Linked DNA regions of Gossypium hirsutum: region 1 is linked to region 2. Evidence: chromatin contacts called from public Hi-C data. All regions are on one chromosome and are shown on one strand. The core of a region is the stretch at or near the end of the contact, and the rest is flanking DNA. Distances in the headings are between cores, read along the strand shown. Region 1 holds the start of LOC107955219. Region 2 holds the start of LOC107905919 (small heat shock protein, chloroplastic).

What was found. A called contact is a pair of places that touch in the nucleus more often than the background predicts.
Region 1: a contact with region 2 is called in a Hi-C map of leaf, with 2.2 times the contacts expected there. The contact joins the promoter of LOC107955219 here to the promoter of LOC107905919 in region 2. A contact is called at or near these places in 3 of 34 Hi-C or Micro-C datasets (callus and leaf).

The regions. Positions count from the first base shown.
Region 1 is chrA08:89,657,741-89,663,244 of Gossypium_hirsutum_v2.1, reverse strand. It overlaps LOC107955219, which reads left to right and starts at 2,285. Exons shown (of 2, transcript XM_016890951.2): 1 at 2,285-2,541; 2 at 3,760-3,868. The coding sequence starts at 2,419. The coding sequence ends at 3,855. It overlaps LOC107955221 (leucine-rich repeat receptor-like protein kinase PEPR1), which reads right to left. Exons shown (of 2, transcript XM_041074597.1): 2 at 4,934-5,429. The coding sequence ends at 5,080.
Region 2 is chrA08:89,314,975-89,320,440 of Gossypium_hirsutum_v2.1, reverse strand. It overlaps LOC107905919 (small heat shock protein, chloroplastic), which reads left to right and starts at 2,136. Exons shown (of 2, transcript XM_016832717.2): 1 at 2,136-2,702; 2 at 2,785-3,362. The coding sequence starts at 2,438. The coding sequence ends at 3,218.

The sequences.
Region 1 (5,504 bases), core at 1,036-3,535, 340 kb before region 2:
TCTCAAATACTTTTGCATTTTTTTCACCAAAAGTTTATATTAATCCATTCATTTCATATTTGTAAGCTTGATTTTATTAAAATCTTCCATCAAACAAAATTTTGTAAACAATATTCTCAACATTATGAAGGTGACATTATGAACGTTAAAGTGAATAAATCTATAAATAAATTCAAAATCTATTATGCTTGGGTCTAGTCCGATATACTGTCAATCTAGTCAGTCACATCTATGTCTCTATCTTCTGAGAATCATCTACTCTACTGCCCAAGACAAAGCATCTCCCTAATTAGATTTGATAGACGACATATTAATCTTTCAATCAATTTGCTAATTTCCAATTAGACTAAGGACATGCTTATGTTCATCTATTAATATAAATTATCTTTCCGTACTATAATCCGACCACGTAATATCGCTTAATATTAGTTAAATATTTGACAACTATTAAACTAATATTTGTTTCTATTTTGCTTTACATATAAAAATCACATGAGAACATTATACAAATGATATTAATTTAATTCACGAATAATCTTATTAACCAATCTGTTTAAAAAAATATATAAATGTACAAACGAATATATTATATTTAAGGTACCGTATCCAACAAGAAAAGTATTTTGCTTGATGCTTTAATTAAGTATTGTACGATTGTTTTGAACATTTCCGTATTGTACGATTGTTTTGAACATTTCCGTATAACCAATTGCAGCATGTGTTCCGCGAGGGAAATAAGTGTCTTAATGTACTTGCTAGGAAAGCAAGTACTTTTAATACTAGTAGGAGTATATAATTGTCAAACTCAAATGACTATATTCTTTATTTTGATATCCCAAACCTTATGTTGTATCTTGCCCATTAATATCCAAAAAAGAACCGTAATTATAAATATAATAGTCATAATTCACATGTTGCAAACACTAACTTTCTCGCTGTATAAAACAGTATCAAAACCGCAAAGAATGCAATCTATACTACTGTATCTAAAGGAAATGTCCTAACGGGTTCTTTACCATGACTGTGTCAGCTCCTCTGTTTCTTTTCATTATTAATAATGGTACATTTCTACTATGCTCATATTTAACATAATTTGGTGAGGTTAGTTAGTTGGAATAGTTAATATTTTTAATTACTTCAGATAGAATTTTTTTTAAAAAAAATTCTTTTTAATATAAAAAATTCATTGTGATAAGTTAAAATGAAATTTCTAAGAAAAAAATTCTGCCTCAATATTTTAATTGAAATCGTTGAGTGTGTCAACTACTTGGTTTAGTTATTGATATTATAAAAGTAAAGTAATCATATTATGTTAAATTAAAGTGTAAATATTAAATTCTAAAGTTAAACATAGTAGATGGATCTTACTTAGAATTTGACCTAACACATTCATCTTTATAATATATTTTTTTAAATTAATAAATTTAAATATTTTCAAGAATTTTATACAAAATATTTTATTTTTAACTATAATTGTAGAAGAATAAAAAATACCTCTTCTTTCTCAAGTATTTTTATAGTTATTTTTGTTATATTTTACATTTTTTTATCTTTTAAGTAAAAAAGACATTGATAGAAATAACTTGTTAATTTAGATTTCTATAATTGAATAAAGTGAAATCTTGTTATTGAAGAACTCGACTTAAGTTTCAATTTTATGGATTTATTATTTCATTTAATAAAAAATCATCTTTAAAAATAAATTTTAATTAATAAATAAATAATTTCAGATATTATAATTATTTTAATAAATATATTAAAATTTTAATAAAATGTAATAAATAATTAAAATTATGTAAAAAACTGAAGGCTGCAAATTTTCAAGCAAACATAGTGTTAAAAAAAAGTTAAAATTTGATATCAGTTGAGTTACGGATTTAGATTCTATATTTTAATTTGGTCATTTTTATTTTTTATTTTTTAAAATTTAAGATTTTAGTTATGATCCAAGCAATAACGGTTAAATTTTGTTATTGTCAAAATCTTATATAACAATTATATTATCATATGTGTAATGTTGTATTAGTTTATAATTTCTTTTTTAAATTACGTTATTTTAATTGATGGATTTGATGGCTATTGTTTAATCAAAATTAAAATTTCAAATTTGAAAGCATAGGAATTAAAAATGGTCAAATTAGTGAGTGAATAAATATTAAATTCATAATTTACTATTAACAGTAAATTTTAACTTACCAATTCTAATTATCAGTATTTAATTAGGAATAAAATTTACTGAGTAACAACCTACACATAGTACAAGGAGTTTTCGAAACGACAGCGTTACGTCATTAGAGGCTTGCCTGAGGTCGATTCCCATTATGTTGCTTACCTGAAATTAGTTTCCACTTTGTAAGCAGGAAAAAAGCGTAAAAAAGGAGGAACAAAGAGGGGAGCAGAAAGATTGACGAGACAACGATGGGGTACGTATTGAGGGTGAGATTGGCTTCATTCTTCACGGGGGCAGCAACAGCGTCCTTTCTGGGTCTCTATATCTTGTACAAGGATTACAAAGTCGCCCATGAATCCATTGCCCAACAGGTACTCCCCTATTCCTTTTTCGCATTGTTTTGTTTCGTAGCTCATAGGGCAGATTTCAATTTCTTTATGAAATTTTTGGACTAATTCTGGGTTTTATATTTTGTGCTCATTTGCGAGTTTGTATAGTGAAATCCATAAGTAGAGGAATGGTTGGAAACTGAATTTAGATATTTTATTTGACTTTTTTTGCTCTATGCGATCAGTGCTGCTGCTGATTAATGTTTGCTTACTATGCATTTCAAATATGGATTAGGCATTGCAATGCATATGTAGCTGCTTGGATGATTGATAATTATATAGATTGTCGATGGTTATTATGGAAATGAAAGAATATGGTGGATTTTCCTCTGTTCTGGTAGTACGCGATAGGGTACAAGATATCTCTCAAGGTTGTCTTTTGCGGTCTGAATTAGCCCAATTGTAGCTGGCTCGGGTTAAGAACTTAATATAAGAGTCGTTGTTATTTGGTAAGGGCCAAGGGGAGAGAAGTATGCTATCTTGGATTAGAAAGACTCAATTTTGATGCTTTGGGGGTTTTGACAAGGCAGATACAAAACCTAGTAAAAACTGTACTGCATACATAGTTAACATTGCAAGTCTCAAATGTTACCTTGAAGACCTTTTAGAGTAAACAGGATTTGTTTTACTTCTAATATTTCTATTAGTTTTTGAAATTACCACAGTCCTATTGTTTGGGTTGGATTTTCCTGTTGATTCCTATTTATATACTTTCAGCACATTTTTTGTTTTCTTCTGGGTGCATTTGTGGTGTCCCTGCTTCTTGTTGGACATTTTTGATCTATGGTTGATCTTTGTTGTGCCTTACAAAAGTACTAGTATACCAACTATAGGTGTAATTTATTCGGTAGTAAAGGCATATAAGATAAATATTGCGAAGGAATAGGATGGTACGGAGAAGGGATAATTGAATCTGATGCATGTTTATACCAAAAGATTGTAATGCTTGAGACTCCCAATTAGATCTATTCCAATGAGTTGCTATTTCTTCTTGTGAAAATGATGAACCACCAAAAGAAAAGTTGTAGAATGGGCAGTTACCTATGTTCCACTGAACAGAATAATTACAAAATGAGTATTTATTATTGTTGTTTTTATTTTTCCCCAAGAGGCGCATGTCTTTATGGATTCTAACCTGCAGCAGCCATTTCAAGGGTTTAGTTGTGCGCTTATGTTTTTCATTTTTCTCTTTGTTTCAAGGTGAAAAGGCTTCATGAGCCCCTAGATAGGCGAATCTCTGCTCTGGAGAGTTTGAAACAGGGTGAAACTTCACAACATGTGGAAGCAACAGAATAGGTCCTTCGTGACAGAAAAAAAAAATAGATTTTTCCTAAATATGCAATTGGTTCCTCGGTAATGTTTTTTTGTTTTTCCCCTCGTTATAAAAGAGTAATGATGGTTGAAATATTATGTACTTTTGTATGGATTGATGGTACACTCAGCCGGTTGACATGATTTACATCAGTTAATCTGTTTCTCAATAATGTATGAAACGGTGATTGCATTTGAAATTTAGTCTAGGTGAATTCAGAGACTCATTGTAGTTTACTTCACTTTTCAGTACTTGGTGAATTGCTGCTTCATATCTTGCCGATTATTTACTTGTTGACTCCATTAGCTTTATCATGTTACAGAACCTTACCGTACCCTAGCAAACAAATGCTTCATTGAGAACAGTACAAATAATAAAAAGCCGGAATTGATGAAATCATAACATTCAGCCTGAATGCTTGCAATCATCCCCTGTAGGCTTGCAAGTAATTGCAGCAAATGCCCTGGTTTTTAGTTGAACTTCCTATGTTTTTTTTTTTTTTGGGGGGGGGGGGGGTTGAAACACTAGGGATGTGTTGTTTGATATGATTTGAAATGTCAGTCTGCTGGGGGCAATGATTTTATAACTGGGATGTCTACCTTCTAAACTCTAACCTACACTGACAAACTTGACTAAAACCAAACACCTCCGAGGCTGAGATGTAGGGAGGGATTATAGTTGTAATTGCTCTTGAAGCTATAAAATTTCTTGAAACAAATGTTGTCTAGGAAAATGTGCATGTTTAGGCGAGTATTTTTTTGTTTGCTTGGCAGCAGATGGCTGAACATTTCATGGTTGAAGATCAACCAAAAAAAGCTTCTTGAGAATAGTTCCTACGTGCTAAGGTGCTTGATCAGTAAGGTTTATAGAAAAAACTTAACGCTCGAAGATCAATAAGTCTCACGAAGTATAGCTGCAGTTGGTCATTACTGTGGTAACTACTTGATTAATTCGATCAATGATAATTTTTTGTTATTAATTAAACCGATCAATTGTACAACTTTACTCAGTCAGAGCAATCAATTTAATATTTGGGTTTGGGACTTTGGATTGGTCTGGCTCTGATTGATAATAGCTTCTCGATTACAGCCAGAGTTACCAGCTACAGTCTGCTCGTACCACCACACTGTTTTGTGTGCTTTGATTTCTCAAATGGTAATATGAAGGAAAGAAGTATATAATTTGCAGTAAAAGCTAAATCCCTTCGTTTATGTGTTGTTTATAGATTTCTCATGCTTATCATTTAAACTAATTAGAGATGCCACTACATCCCGCATGGAGGGTCTTGTATCAGCCATAGATTGAGTGCATTGAAGTGCCAGTTCCAGCAATGCAAGGGCCCTTTGTTGTTCATCATCGGTCCAAAGGCTGATCTCCTCATCAAGGAAGCAGATGTATTCTTCATTTTCCTCTAGGTTTCTTCTAGTCCACGAGACAATATCTAGGCCATCCTCAAAGCTAGGGTCTACAGGCAATTTTCGGCAGAGCATCTCTAGCAGAACTACACCATAGCTATAGACATCACATTTTTCTGTCAACCGCGTGGAGTATGCATTCTCTGAAAAGAGACATAAACAAGTCATACATGATATTGGTTTTTGTAGGAAGGGTATGCAGCAGTCTCCTGGTTAAA
Region 2 (5,466 bases), core at 887-3,386:
AAAACTATCAATTGCACTTTGACATGCCAAATATTGCAATTCATCAAAAATTCGGCCGAGATACATTCTTAAAGTCTCGGATCAAAGTATGATGTTCATTCAAACTACAGTACAAAATTATAAATTTTATCATGTACCTAATATTAAATTTCAAACCCTTATACAATTATTATTTAATTGAATAATTAAAAAACAAACCCTATTTCTGGCTATTAATCTAATAATAACCGAATATCTTCAAGCTTGTTCAATATACCCACACGACTCGAGTCATTGTTCCACCAATTCAAGTAATATGTTATTTCAAATATATAATAATAATAAAATAATGTGATAATTATATTATTAAATGAATCTTACCTTATTATGAGTGGGAATTGATAAGGGAAGGTTACTCGGGGACATAAAAATGGTATGTGATATCTTGCTTATGAATGAAGGAGTATACAACCACCGATTTTAATTTTCTGTGCTTCAATTCCCCGACAATATCTCAGTACAATGTAGCCAAGACAACTGATCCCCAACTAAGTCGCTCGACTTCTTTTAAGTCGATTATTTGTAGAAGTCAACTTAAATGTACCAGATTTAAAGATTTACTTGGCATTAGAAGACCACCGATCAACCTTAGTATGAATGCTCGAGTGTATTGTTACCTTTCAACCGCACTAAAAGAGTTGTTGAGATGTGAGAAATTGTCTTTTAACCATTTCATTTCTATTCGACTACCACTAAACTTGTCCGACATTTTGCCTAATAGTTGGTGGCAAATTGCGCTCCAATCGCTAACGCGGATTACCCCTATAACGACTAACCCATCAACTAGTAAATCAAGTTGTAATGCCACATTATCGAGTGTAATCATACACTCACTACATGGAAGATAGAATGCGTGTGTCTTAGATTCCCATCTTTCCAGCAAAGTACTGATAAGTGCATGCTTCAATTTAGTCCCATCGAGCATACGGGACACGTGCAAGAATCTTGTCTCTTCCAAGTGTTGTTCAATTACATGCAGTGCCCTCGTACATAAATTGTGTATATATGTCTCGATAATCCAATTTTCGTTCTATTATATAAACATAAAAAAATTAAAAAATAATATTAACAACTTAATAATTATATTTATTAAAATAAAAAAATGTAACAATATTTTCTGACCATTTGAAATTGAACATCGAAAATGTGTTTTTGATCCAAATAAATTAGAGGCTTGGCATTTTTAAAAAATTTAAATTATGAAAATAAAATAAAGTCAAAGAAATTACAAAATAGAAAATTGAGAGAAGAAGAATTTAAGAGAAATTGAACAAAAAATTTGAAAGTAAAATAGTTCAGAGAATTGAGAGAATAGAATTGGATAAAAGAAATTGAAAATAGGCAAGGTTTATATAGAAAAAAAATACCATTGGAGAAAAAAAGTTACTATTGGTCCCAACAGTGTACAATAATTTTCTTTTAAAAAAAAATGGCACTTCTCTCTCTTAAAACAACCTATTTTTCTTATTTTCAAAAAAACTTGCCTAAATCTCTAAATTTTCTTTAAAATCGACATATTTGCCAAATTTTGTCACTATATTTTACCTTAAAATGTTTAGGTACTAAAAAAAAGAAGACATAATTTAGGTGACAATTTATATGTTAAGCCATTTTCTTAGAATAAGCTTAACGACTTGATTAATTGTTGTACTAACAAAAGTATTATTTTTAAAAAAAAGTAATTTAAATACCATTTATTACAAAAAAAAGAGAGTGGTAATTTAAATACTAATAAAAATATGTAACTTAAATACCTATTTATAAGTTAAACCTATAAGTTTTTTACAACCCCACCTAAATAATTTTAAATCTCCCGATTAAATCACTTGTTCATTTTAAGCCACTTGAACCACAACATAGATGTCAAACTTTTGAAGGAGATAAATACTCTTATTCTTAACCTTATAATAAAATTAAAATATTTTTATTTATTTTCATAAATTTTTATATATTTAAAATTTCAACTGTCCCATAGATTATGCAATTAAAATTAACATTTTTTATTTTTCTCTAAAAAATAAAATTAACATTTTTTAAAAAAATTTAGATCGTTGAATATATTATATAAAACATATCGATGTAGGGGAAAAGGAAACAGCGTCAATATAAAAGATATCATTGATCTTGGCCAATAAGAAGCAAATCGTGGATGCTTCCCGAAGGGCTAGAAAAGGCCAAATAGGGTTTGCAAATAAGGATAGGTCCAAGTGTTTGGGTCCAGAACCTTCATTATCCTCTCCCACCTTTCAAGATCCCTCTACAAACTTCCCTTCTTGCTCTCCTTTCACCTATATATACATATATTCTCCCCCCCTTCACCACCTCGAATCAGCAATCATCGGCGAACACAAATACACAAAGCTCTCAATTCTTGAAGTCTTTTGCGTTTAATATAAAAATGGCGGCTTCAAGTTTGTGTTGCTCATCTTCTCCATTGGTATTAAACAGACCTAAGCCTTCTTGTTCCATTAAAGCTGTAACGCCATTCTCTGTATCTTTTCCATCCAAGAATCCCTGCATTAGGCGACTCTCTCTTGTAAGGGCACAGGCTGTTGGGGATAATAACAAAGATACGTCAGTGGACGTGCATGTCAACAAAGACAACAAAGGCACAGTTGTCGAGAAGAGGCCTAGAAGGTTGGCTGTCGATGTCTCTCCTTTTGGTAAGTATTTGCATTTTGGGTACGTACCATTCATCATCCATTTTCACACTATCGTAACGTGATCGTTGATGACACTTGACAGGTTTGTTGGACCCCTTGTCTCCGATGAGATCAATGCGTCAAATGCTGGACGCAATGGACCGGATATTCGAAGATGCCATGATATTACCGGGCAGCAGGAGCCGAACAGGAGGACAGTTGCGTGCACCGTGGGATATCAAAGACGATGAACAAGAGATCAAAATGCGATTCGACATGCCTGGACTGGCGAAAGAGGATGTGAAGGTTTCGGTAGAGGACGATATTCTGGTTATTAAAGGAGAGCACAAAAAGGAACAAGAGGGGGAAGATGATTCCTGGACAAATAGAAGCTACAGTTCCTATGATACTCGTCTCCAGTTACCCGACAACTGTGAGAAAGATAAGATCAAGGCTGAGCTGAAGAATGGAATTCTCTTCATCTCCATTCCCAAGTCTAAAGTTGAGCGCAAGGTTATGGATGTTCAAATTCAGTAAAATAGAATGTTTCAAGTGTTTTTGTTTTTTTTTTTAAATCTTTTATCTCGGTTATGTACTCTTAATCTCTTAGTATTTTGCATAAAGCTGTAGATATGGTTGTGAATGATAAGGGGAAATAATATATTTTTCCATTTCCAGCAATCATCATCAACCGAGGGTTGTGTTTGCTGTTGTACTGACTGGAAAGCTTAATTGGTTTAAGGCTTGAAAATTAAGGGCACATTATCCTAGGGAAATTGATAGAAATGTAAAACCATATCCACTTACCAACGGTCATCTCATCATTGACTATTACCAAAAGCTTCAACTGATCACCTATATTTTATGTGTAATAAATACAAAATTTATGTTAAGTGTACGATATCTATTAACACCTAAATCTAAATATAATTAATCGTTTTTATTATTTTTACGAAATTAAAATTCAATTAAAATATTTAAATTATTTGATCAAATTTGTAAATTTTATTAAATATCCATGAAGTGTTTTAGAAAAAATCAATTTAATTAAAAATTAATATTTTTAATAATTTAATTTTTTAGTCAATATAAAATTGTTTTAAAAAATGTAAAAAAATATAAGAAGATAAAGACTTTACTTATCATTTAATAGAAAATAAATTTAATTATTTTTATTTTATTTTATCTCATTTAAAATTATATTATATTTCATCAAACAATTTAATTATACTTAATATTTAATTTTAAGTAATATGCTAAACAAATTTTATAACTTAATTCAAATTTTAATTTTTCATTACTTTTTTTCTTCAAAATTCACTTTTTAAACTCTTAAATTTTTCAATTTATCGAATACAACTTTAGATTAAATTAACAGTTTAGTATTTTTTTTAAAAAATGATTTAATGTTTTTTTTTCGGTTCCAAAGAAAATTTAATTAATAAAAAAATTTAGTAATTGATGGAAAATAAAGCAATTCTTTGAGAAATTCTCTCTTTTCAAATGTTTACTCTGCTATCTTTGTTTTAGAAAGGTTTTGATCTAACATATGTAAGAGTAATTTTCTATATTAATTTCTTGAGTTAATTTGGGAAATTCAATTTAAACATCTTATAAAATATATTCAAGTTTATATCTTAAATGATTTGAATTGTATAAATTGTTTGAGTTTATCAAAAATAGCTTTGTTAAAAAATTGGGCTATTCACTTTTTACCTTAAAGGGAAATCTAAAACTTGAGAGAATTTAATCAATAATACTTAGGCCTAAAAAATAAGATTGTTTAAAATATGAATTGAACTTAGGCTTCAACATCTAAGGCTTGATATCGGCCAGATACGACATGTTTTTTATGTTTGTAATATATTATATTGTATTATTTTTATATTATGTAATGTGTGATAGATAAAAAATAAGAGATAATAATCAATAATATTATAATGTTAACATTAAAAAATATTAAGACGCATATATATAAAATCTTAGTAAATGGAAAAGCATATAAAATTATTAAATATTAAATTTAAATAATATAATTTTTTTTAAAAAATTAAAAAATAATATGAGCTGATCTAAAATAGGCTTGAGTTGACCATTTGCAAATATGGATAGGCTTAGACAAAATTTAGGCCTATGTTTTAGGTTGGATTGAGATTGAACTAGTATAAAGTATGTTAATACCATGCTCAAACCTAATCAAGTTAAGTTCACAAGGAGTGATTAGCTCTCACAAATAAATCAAATGACATATTGTACCAATTCACAAGATAAGTATTGTTTGAATAATAACATCACGAAAGTCTTTGTAAGTTGCTCTGCTTTAAGGATGAATGCAAATAATATTTTTCAATCTTCCATCACCATCAAGGTCTTTTTGATGGTAAAAATCATTATTTTTCCTTTGCATTTTGTTAAAAAAACTTGCTTAATGACTCAATATCCTCTTTTTGTATAATCAACTTCCTTGCTACCAAGATAATTCCTAGAATCATGTGGTAAAATTCCATTTTATTTGGCCCACCTAGTTAAACTTCGAGCATTTAATAGTGTTGTTGGAAATTTAAAAGTTAGTTACATCATTTACCTCAAGGATTCTCTTTAATCGATTCAACACATGTTTATCTGAAGGAATAGAAACATGTCAAGAAACAATTCAAGAGGATGATATATGATTTCATTAGTTACACACCACTTCCAATCATTATCAAATCCAAATTTGACCATTGCAAGAAAACTACTTTTCTTGCTACTCCTATTCTCATCAGATTTGTCAACTTTACCATAA